2 separate regions of the Mus musculus genome follow, and region 1 is linked to region 2. Evidence: chromatin contacts called from public HiChIP or PLAC-seq data. All regions are on one chromosome and are shown on one strand. Each heading gives the region's core, a stretch centred on a gene start, on an enhancer-like site or on the middle of the called end of the contact. The rest is flanking DNA. Distances are from core to core; before and after follow the strand shown. Region 1 has its middle 9.6 kb from the start of Gm39777. Region 2 holds the start of Col5a1 (collagen, type V, alpha 1).

Region 1 (5,140 bases), core at 524-3,023, 39 kb before region 2:
TGTGCTCAAGCCCCACCTAGTGAGGAAGAGATCTTCCTGCTGGCTGCCTTCAGAACAAGATGGTGAACTCTTAGCTCTCCAGCACCAAGTCTGCCTGCACACTGCCATGCTTCCCACCATGATGATAATGGACTGAACCTCTGAAACTGTAAGCCAGCCCATGTGTAAACTGTATAAATGTTTGCCTATATACAAGTTGCCTTGATTATGGTGTCTCTTCACAGCAATAAAACCCTAACTAAGACACATGGAATGTTGTCAAACATGGTCCTCAGAGCAAAAGGGTTGCCATCTTCATCAGATCAGCTGTGCCTGCCTATGAATGTCAATCACTATGGGAACAGTGGACTGTTGACATTTCCTCGTGGAAGAAAGCGTGTGCAGGGTCAATGGACCCTTTCCTTAGTATCAAGCCACTCCTCCCACCATTTGTATTCAAATTTCACACTAATTGCGTGTGACCTGGAAGGTCTTAGGAGGGGCTAAAGTTTATAGGTTGGGGAGACTTAGCTGAGGGGTTCCTATCTAAGTGGTATGGGGGGGTTCTGTTATGGTTTATATAAGCTCGGCCCAGGGAGTTTCACTATTAGAAAGTATGGCCCTGTTGGAGTCAGTGTGGCCTTTTTGGAGTAGGTGTGGTTTTGTTGGAATAGGTATGTCACAGTGGGTGTGGGCTTTAAGAGCCTCATCTGAGCTGCCTAGAAGTCAGTATTCTGCTAGCAGCCTTTAGATGAAGATGTAGAACTCTCAGCTACACCTGCACCATGCCTGCCTAGATGCTGCCATGCTCCCATCTTAATGATAATGGATTGGCCCTCTAAACATGTAAGCCAGCCTCAATGAAATGTTGTCCTTATAAGAGTTGCCTTGGTCATGGTGTCTGTTCATAGCAGCAAAACCCAAACTAAGAGAGACACCATTATCCACTCAGGGTCAGATCTTCCATTATCCACGCAGGGTCAGATCTTCCAGTCTGGCTGCTTTAGGATCACCTATGCTATGCTCCAGCCCACGAACCTTTACCCATGTTCTGTGAGTCCAGTAAACTCACTGGTTCCCCAGGGCAAACTTTGGTTAGTCACTGGGACTTCAGTAGGCCAGGTGACATTGTTTAGCATCTCCCTAGGGAAGAATTCTACAGTAGGCTATGACAGGCTTTTCCAATAGAGCCAGTGCTTAAATAACAGTGCTAATCCAGAAGGGCTTGCTCTGATGACTTACACCTCTGAAAGGACCTGCTGTTTATTATTGCTCCAATGGCTGAGCTTCACAGGGAACTTTGAACCATAGGCTGCCCTTACAGGGCTGAGGGTGTGCTGCTGGCTAGATTGCCACCCTTCTTCTGTTAGCTGCCTGCACAGGACACTGCTTGGCAGAGCTCTGGACTCCTCAGCTCTGTCTAGACCAGAAAATAGACCCTGCAGGTGGAAGTCCAGCATTGGTAAATAGGCCTGGCCTCTATCCATTGTCTTGGCCAGCATCACCAATCCGTTGCTAAGCTTGGTTCTACCGAATGGAGGTGGTTTTGAGTTCTCTTGACCCTAAGTCTTCACATTCAGCTCTAGAGTTAACCATGGCTTCATCCCAGGTGAGAGGGAAGGTTCCTTGGCTGTCCTGGCTGATGGTCCCCACATCCCTGACTGTGCGTGACTAGCAGAGAAGGCAGCAGAGCTGTGTGAACTGGCCTTTGTCTCCTGAGGACAAGCTGTGGAATGTGAGTCCTGGGCAGGGGCCAGAGGATCGCCTGTGAAGGAGAGGAGGTCCTGGCTGGGCATCTGGACACCAGACATGAGAGGCTTAGCTCATTCAGGGGCCGGGCCAAGCTCTACCCTAGGATGCTGGAGTCAGCTCGGGTTTGGGGGCTAGAGAAAGGTCAGGCTGAGGTTTGAACTGTCCAGAGAAGCCCAGAGGATCAGCGGTCCACAGATGTTATGTCTTACTGGGTAGAATATCTCCTGCCATGCCTGTGCCTGCTCCTGGGTTCTTGGGCACTCTGAGCACAAGAGGATTAAGAATCTCTGGACATCTCTGTACTGGTAGATTCTGATTTTCAAAAGATCACCAGTTAAAACTGCACAGAGAGAGGGTTAGCCAGGGGAATGTGACACAGTGGCGTGAACATTCATGGAAAGGTACAGAAAGAAACAAAAGAAACATTGCAGGAATTTCTCACTTAATCTCAGAACCTCTTGCAACTTGTAGTAAATTACAAGTTTACTACTTCCATGGTTAGCAAGGAAGGCCCTTTGACTTCTGACAACAGTGCCCCTGTTCAATGTCCCAGAGTTGGCTCTGCTGAGGACTATGATTCTAAGCCATTGGGTTTTAACCTTCCTAATGCAGTGACCCTTTATTATAGTTCCTCATGGTGTGATGACCCCCCAACCTTAAAATTATCCTTGTTGCTACTTCATAACTGTGACTTTGCTGCTGTGATAAATGCTGATGTAAATATCTGTGTTTTCTGACAGTCTTAGGCGACCCCTGGGAGAGGATCATTTGAATCCTAAAGGGGTTGAGAACTGCTGTTCTAAGCAGTTCTCATGGAAACTTCCCTCTCCGCTCAGTAATCCCCCTGGGACATGATCCTCCCTCAAGGAGCTTCCAGTTTCACGAGGTTGAGTCCAAGTCATGTGAGCACAATTGGGGGCCACCGAGAACCTCTGCAGGGACTTTCTGCTCCATTTTAGGAAAAGGTGGACTCTGCAGGAGTCCTGCCCATCCATCAGAAAGGTGGTGACTTCTTGTCAGCACCGGGGTAGGACTGGGATGCTGGTTCCAGGACCTACGGGGGACTAGGTAAACAGGAAAAACCAGGACTACCCCAGAGCACAACCTCAGTCAGCTGCAGTCACCCCTTTAAATAGCTGGGGAGACCCCAGGATTCCCAACTGGTTTGCAGTGTTAGGCTCTGAACCCCTGGGTTCCACAGGAAAGATGACGCCCACCAGACATGAGAGTGTCTCAGAGACAGAGCTGGGGAGGGGGCTTTCACAGATGTTGTTGGACTTTGAAAGGCCAGGGAAAGTTTGCGAGCACAATTGGGTGTGGAGCCAGTAGCCTGTCCAACTTTCAGACCACGTCAGCCCAGGCTGTGGACTCCAGCCCAGATGGTCTGGCCACTTCTATATGTTATCCGTCTGTGAAGATATGTTTCTGCAAGAAAACAGATTTAGACAAGAATGCTGGGCTCTGAGATCCCCCTGGGGGTGGAATGTTCTAGCAGAACAGGAAGTAAGTGGGGGCTGGGCCGCTTTCCTCAGGCACCACACCAAGATTAGGAGGTCCCCACCCTGCCAATAGATGGGTGGAAGAACCACTTGGCTGACAGATGTGTACTGGGGCCTGAGAGGGACTGTGTAACAGTAACTGTGTCAAAGGAGGCTCTCGTTTTCTTTCTGTCCCCAAGCTTAGCTGGCCTTGGGTTGTCACACTGGAAATACTGGAAGTACCGGCTGCCATATGCAATTGAGTCTGTTGCCTGCTTTCTGTCTTTCCTGGGATTTCATTTCTTCCTATAAACAGGGCAATTTTCTGGATGAGGGTAATGTGGCTTTTTTCGTAGACTCTTTCTGTTGTTGTTTGAGACAGGGTTTCTTGAAGCTTGGGCTGGCAGATGATAACCTTCAACTGGTTCTCTTTCCATGAAAGCTAGGATCACAAGTGTGTACCACCATGCCTGGCTACTTATTTATTTGCTCATAGACTTCATCTTTATTTATTAATTTAAATATTTCATCGTAAGAAGGTTTTGTATCTGTGTGTGCATACATGTGTGTTTTTTTCTGGGTGCATATGAATGTAAACATGTGTGTTATGTAAGTGTGGGTATGTGTATGTATGTATGCATGCATGCATGCACATGCATGTATGGTGTACTGTGTGCACATTACAGGCTAGAGGTTGATATCCGGGCATTTCTCTATGGCACCCCTGTATGCAATCAGGCACCTCCACGGTCAGCACAAAGGGACTCCACAGAGATGTGAGAAATCAGGTATCTTTATAGTCAGTCCCAAGGGACATATTGTCACTAGCTGCCCAGAGGTGGCACATTCACATTGTTGCCCCTATCACATGTCCTCCTGCTCGTGGGCCATGGCATGACAAAAAAAATCCATGTTTTCCCTCCCACTCCCCATCTTCCCTTCCTCCACCCAGAGGCAGCCTCTGTACCCCTTCTTTTTTGGATAAACCTCCCACATGAGACCTTTTGCATGGTATGATTTTGTCAGAATTCGCAGCTTAGTTCCATCAACCACACCTTAGTTTTTGAGACAAGGTCTCTCACTGTACCTGCATAGCTTCTTGACTGCAGAGGATGGTCAGAAATACACTTGTCTCCACCGGCCCTTTCCTTGCCGAGGCCACACTTGGATTTTAGGTTGGTGCTGGGGATTTAAACTCATACTTGCACAGTAAGAACTTTACACACGGAGCCATCTCTTTAGCCTGTTTTGTAAATAAAAAAAATATTATATCTATTTTTCTGTATGTCACATCTATCATGTGGAGATCAGAGGACAAGTTGTAGGAGTCAGTTCTGTTCATAAATGGGTCCCAGGGGTTGAACTTGGGCATCAGCCTTGGTAGCAAGCATCTTTACCCTCTCTTTTAAGGTCTCTGCTTTTTTATTTGTCCATATTTATGGAATATGGAGTGACTGTTGGGAGGAAACAGGGTCCTAATTGTAGTATGAACTGGCCTTATAGTGATCATCTTGCCTCCACTTCCGAAGTGGTGGAATTACAAGTGTCCCCCTCATTCTCATGCCTGGCCACAGTGTGACACTTTAATACCATATAGAATCTATCAAGGAAGCTAAGATATTCATAATTTCTTATATTTATTTTATTTCTAATTCTGTGTATGTATGTGACAGCTGATCACGGCTGGGACTAGAAAACATTAGTTGAGGAGTTACCTCCATCAGATTGGCTTGTGGGGATCTATGTGGGACATTTTCTTGACTGTGAGTTGATATAGAAGGGCTGAGTCCTAATATGCTTCTTGGATCTGGGAGGAGTCCTGCTTGGGATCACCCTTGCATTTGGGCTGGAACTGTGAGGAAGGTTAAAGTCACACTAAAAGGACACAAATACCGCTGGGCCGGTGACACTGAGCACACTTGGCAGGAAGC
Region 2 (5,040 bases), core at 579-3,078:
GCACGAAGAGGGAAGAACCCTGTGCCTGCTGATCAGCTGCAGCACTCATCTTGGCTCTGACACAGCGCATTGCTGATTTGGTGCTCTGGGTAAGCCCCTTACCCCGCCTGACTTGCAGCGTCCCCGTCTGTGGATGGGAGAAAGACCTCCCCTGATATGTAGACCTGATGCAGGTTGGGGATGGGGAGGTGAGCTTGGTGAAAGCCTCCGGATGGCTGAGGTTTTCATCCCCATGAAACTCACCAATGGAATGGCACATAAGCACACAGTATACACAGCACACACACAGAGACACACATATGCATGTACATGCCCCCACATGTGTTCATACACACACACATACACATCTTATCATTTATACAACTTACACACATACATAATTATTCCATAACAAGTACAAGCTGGCTTTTAACTCTTACTGTACTGTGACTGAGTCTGTCTGTCTGTCTGCATGTCCACTCAAGCTTGTTTCCCTCTGCCCTCTCTGTACTCTGGATAGAATTTAGGACCTTTGTGCACAGCCTCTGAGCTGCATCCCCAGCTTTCCTCCTCTATTCTGTGTACTGTCTGATGTTCCCTATAAGGTACATTCCACACTTAAGCAAAGCTTGAATTAAGTCAGTACTAGCCACCCCCATTCAGATTCAAGAACCAGAGCATGGCCATCCCAGCAACTCCTCTGACTGCCTTTGCCCCCTGACTGCCTCTATCCCCTGACTGCCTCTGCCCTCTGACTGCCTTTGCCCCTTGACTGCCTCTGCCCTCTGACTGCCTCTATCCCATGAATGCCTCTGCACCCTGACTGCCACTCTCCTCTTGTTTGGAGAATAATGAGAAACTAGGGAGCCTGAGGATGCAGCCGGAGAGAGATGTCCCAGGCCGGTCTCCATCACTACAAAATTCTTTCAGGCTGCAATGTGTTCAAAGGGAGCGATAGCTTTGTGTCTGAAAGCCTTCTTAATTCACTCTGATTCTTTCTAAACAAACCCTGAAGCCCTTGGAGAAGGGCAGGGCAGTGAGTCAGGCTTTTGCAGGGCCTCCCAGGCCTGGAGAAGTCTGGGAGAACTCCTGTCTCCCTCTGCTGTAGATGGGGAGCTGGGAGCCCCTCTCCTTTTCCAGCTGTCAGCTCTGGAAGGGGGCTCTTCCTTTTCCTTGTGAGTTGTTGGGCCACTAGGGACAGCAGTAAGGCGGTGGGGTGGGATCTGAGACTGACCTTCACCTGATTAATAACTTGGTCACTCCTTGTTCACTTAAGGCCCCTCTGGGCATCCTTGACAGTCTGGTCTGTGGAGAGGTAGAAGGCAGGTCCCCAGCGCTGTATTGGCCTGTCAGTCATAGTCTAGGGAGCCCCTTCTGGCTGAATTGCAAGTTGAGTCTCCGCCCAGAAGAGGAGCTCTCGGAACTCCTCCTTAAAGAGAAAGTTCTGTGTGGTACTGCAATCTCTCTTTTGAATTCCAGCGATCAAACTTCGGGGGTCCCTCAACGTTGGTTCTTGGAGTCTGGCCAGGTCGGGGTACCTGAGGCGGGAAGAATCTAGGATCAGGGTGGGCCATCAGGTTTTGGAGGCCGCCGCCCAGAGCGGGGAGAAAGAACGGGGGCGCCGGCCCCGTCCCACGTCCGCTCCCGCCCCGGGCCAGCCCCTTCCTCGCCGCGACTCGCCCGCTATCCCCACCCCCTCGCCCTCGGCGCCCAGTGGGAGGCGGGGACCGGCCTTGCTGAGCGGGGCGCCGGGCTCTGATTTGCTGCGGGCGTTGGGGGCGGTGGGGGGTGGGGGAATCCACAGCCTCCGCGTTGTCTGCCAGCAGCGAGGGAGGGAGGGAAAGGGGGGAAAAGTGCTCAGCGCCGAAGGCGAGGTCCGCACTCCTGGTCCCCGCGGCTGGCGCAGGACCTCACTCCAGCGGAGCGCCCACGGGGAGCGGGTCGCGGGGCAGCAGCGGTGAGGAGGCCACGAGACTAGAAGGAGGAGGACAGGGAGTGCGCGAGCAGCCAGCGAGGGGGTCCCGGCCGTCCCGGGCCACAGTCGATCCCTGCGCCGTGGGCGAGCGCGCCCGCTGCCTCTTCCAGAACAGCCACCGCCGCGGGGGAGATCGGGCGGGTGCCGAGCTTCCTATGACTCCCTGAAGTTGTCGTGCTCCCCTAGCGTCCGCCACCCGGGACGTGTCTCTGGTCCCCGTGCATCGTGTGCGTCTCCCGCTCCCCGGCCCGCGCACCCCGCCGGCATGGACGTACACACCCGCTGGAAAGCTGCGCGCCCAGGCGCCCTGCTGCTGTCTTCGCCGCTACTCCTGTTCCTGCTGCTGCTGTGGGCGCCGCCTTCGAGCCGCGCAGGTAAGAGTGCTCTGGGGACCGGACCTCGGGGACTGTAAGAGGTGCGCAGAACCTCCGCGCCGCTGTCATCTCGGGCTCCTTCGCCGCCGGCCTCCTCCGAGCCTGCAGAACTTTCCTCCTTGGCCTGTGGAATGCACCGGGCAAGACAACGAATACCATTCGTTGGGGGCCCAGGAGAGGGAGCCGGGCCAACTCCATCCCCGCGGCGTACCGCCCCCTCCTCAAACGGGCCTGCTGGGTGGGGCTGTTGGTCGAGTCAAGGAAGAATCTGCCTCGTGTTAGATCCCAGCAGAGGTGCTCACACTTTTGTCCCCAAACCTCGCATTTTCTGTCCCACATCACAGGCGACCCGCTGCATCCCACGCAGCCCTTAAGCAGAAACTTTCCTTCTGAAAGCTGGAAAGGGCCGCCCCCTAGAGTCAAGGCCATTCAGTTCCTCAGGGACGCCTAGGGGTGGAGGGGGATCCCAGAAGTTTGAAACCCCAGCTATGGACTTCCCTCTGTACACACCCTCTTGCTTGTCTGAGCTAAGTTTCTGCAATTCCCAGGGGACAGAGTTCCCTGTAGTCCCTGACAAGTCTTCAGGGGCACTGGGGAGCCCTGTGAGGTAGGCCAGCCCTACTCCTAGCCGTCAAACCTCCAAACCCCTTAGAGGTAGTTTTCTTGGGCTTTCTGCCCAAAGATGGGATGAACGGGAAGCCTGGAGAGGGCCTTGGAGTCTGGGCTGGGAGCTTCTCAGATGATCTGCAGATGTGAGACTCCTGCCAGGTTGGGTTCTCTGAAGGAGCCCTGATCCAATGGGCAGAATCAGGGAGGTACTGGGATTGTCCCTGTCTGTATTTCAGCGCTTTCAGGCTCAGGTCTGGGCAGGCATATTATTTTCAGCATCACTCTTGTTAGTTAGTTGTGGGATAAACCTCCCCAGAGCCCTTAAACACCATAGCCCAGGGTGGGAAGGCACCAGGCATGTGCTGATACAGGGAGGCGAAGGCAGTTAGAAAGAGTTCAGGCAGCCGAACAGCGGGTGGAGTGGTCAGCCCTTGCGCAGTGACAGGGCTCTCCTTAGCTTAGCTGGTGTTACTAGGACTAGCAGGAGAATCCATTTCCACCCCCCATGGCCAATTACAATATTCTTCTCCTGCTTTCTGGCACCATTAGTGTCCAGTGGCCACAGGATGAGCAAGAGTGGAAATGGGAGGGGCCAGGGCCTGCGGGGACCGAGGGAGAGCATGGGCTGACGATGCTCACTCTTGTGGAACTTGGACCAACTGCCCCGGAGTTCCCAGGGTTAAGCTAGCAGTAGGGAATGCTGAAGGCCCTCAGGAAAGTGTGGAGGAGAGACAAGAGAGGTCAGCCTCTCTTTTCCCTATACCCCCACAATGTTCCCCTGTGCGCCCCAGAACCCCAGGAGGGAAGCCTTCAGTGGACCTCTCGCCTGGGAAGCTGGGGTTACCACTAGCATAGGTTGGGTGTTCCGGGTTCACCCTGTCCACCCTGTACCTTGTCCCAGCCCTGCCCTGTCCTGTGGCCACCTACCTCTCTTCGTCACTCTATTACTATGCTCTGCCCCACTTCCCTGTGCTGTTGAGGGTGCGGCCATTTGGAAGGGGCTGCCTGGGTCCTGGCTGTGCTGTTAGCTGTTTTGCTTTGGACAGAGTTGACTTTTAGAAGCACATAAAGAAACTGCTTTTCTGGGTGGGCTTCGGGAAGCTTTCCCCTCTGCTCCTGTGGTGCGACCCACTTTGAAGTCACCCTCAGTGCATGGCCAGAGGGGCAGCAGTGCACGTTTGATGCTGACAGGTCAGGAGAAAGTGCAAACAGACCCTGCTCTGCTCTCCCTCTCGGACCTGCCAGATGTTTTCCGAGGTTTCTGTGAGCACAGATCCTCTGTCTCTCTCTTGGCCAAGTGTGTGAAGGAGTGAGAAGTCCGATTGCTCTGGGAGCTGCTAAAAGCCTTAAGGGGGGGAGGAATGAGAAATGAAATGTGACCCCAATATTTGGAAATTGAGGTCATCTCTTCCATGTGCTATTGGTGGGCTTGGGTCATGTGACTGCTTTTTTTGCAATAATTTGCGGGGAAAGCCAGCCAAGTTTTGTAAGACTTGACAGATACTGAATGGTTAAATTTCCTGTGACTCAATGAGTTGGCTACAGGGACATCCTTGGGCCTTCCCTCCTCTCTCCCCTCTCCTCCCTCCCCCCTCCTCTCTCCCTCCTCTTCTCTCCTCTCTCCCCTCTCCTTCCTCCCCTCTCTTCCCCTTATCTCTCCTTCACTTTTCCCACAAAGTCCAGTCTGTAGAAGCCCCCTGTGTCTGTCAGGGTGTATTACTCTGGCTGCAGGGTTGGAGCTGTGTGCCCTCACCAGCTGTGTGGTAGATGAGTCCCCTCTGGGGGCTAGCTCACAGCCTCTTCTCTGATGATGCTGTCTTGGGGGCTGGCCCTGCGGTGCTGGCCAGAGACTGCCCCTCTACCCCACCCTGTAGATATTTCTGGATGCTCCTCATAGTCACACCCTTAGCCGAGGGCAGCTGATGCCCGCTGCCTGCTCCTGCCTCTGGCTGGAAGCCTCTTTCTTCATTTAAAAAAGCAAACCAAAACAACTTCCTGTACCCTCTTAGGGTTACAGTTGTTGAGTAGAATACAGATTGTACAGATCTAACCCAGTCCCCAGGGTCACAGCAGGGATGGTGAGTGGTGCCCAGTGGGTCAGGA

Evidence for each region. HiChIP or PLAC-seq counts read pairs in DNA pulled down with a chosen protein or histone mark.
Region 1: an H3K27ac HiChIP or PLAC-seq map of embryonic fibroblasts shows a contact between it and region 2, with 32 read pairs. The contact joins the enhancer-like site here to the promoter of Col5a1 in region 2. A contact is called at or near these places in 2 of 39 promoter capture datasets (the 3T3-L1 cell line and hippocampal neurons), 1 of 15 datasets of contacts at CTCF or cohesin (the NIH/3T3 cell line), 19 of 484 Hi-C or Micro-C datasets (the 3T3-L1 cell line, the C2C12 cell line, the MC3T3-E1 cell line and 9 more), 13 of 115 datasets of contacts at active chromatin or transcription factors (the NIH/3T3 cell line, cardiomyocytes, embryonic fibroblasts and 6 more) and 2 of 9 other capture datasets (adipose tissue and pancreatic islet).

What each region holds. Positions count from the first base shown.
Region 1 is chr2:27,845,463-27,850,602 of GRCm38.p6, forward strand. No RefSeq gene overlaps it. Among named protein-coding and RNA genes, the nearest start is that of Gm39777, 9.6 kb to the left of the region's middle. Within about 2 kb of position 1,774, at least 51 of the 459 cell types and tissues checked have an H3K27ac peak or open chromatin away from gene starts, as enhancers often do. A contact at or near this core is called in the C2C12 cell line, the NIH/3T3 cell line, adipose tissue and 4 more, where this site is marked.
Region 2 is chr2:27,884,597-27,889,636 of GRCm38.p6, forward strand. Col5a1 (collagen, type V, alpha 1) reads left to right here and starts at 1,829. Exons shown (of 66, transcript NM_015734.2): 1 at 1,829-2,328. The coding sequence starts at 2,220.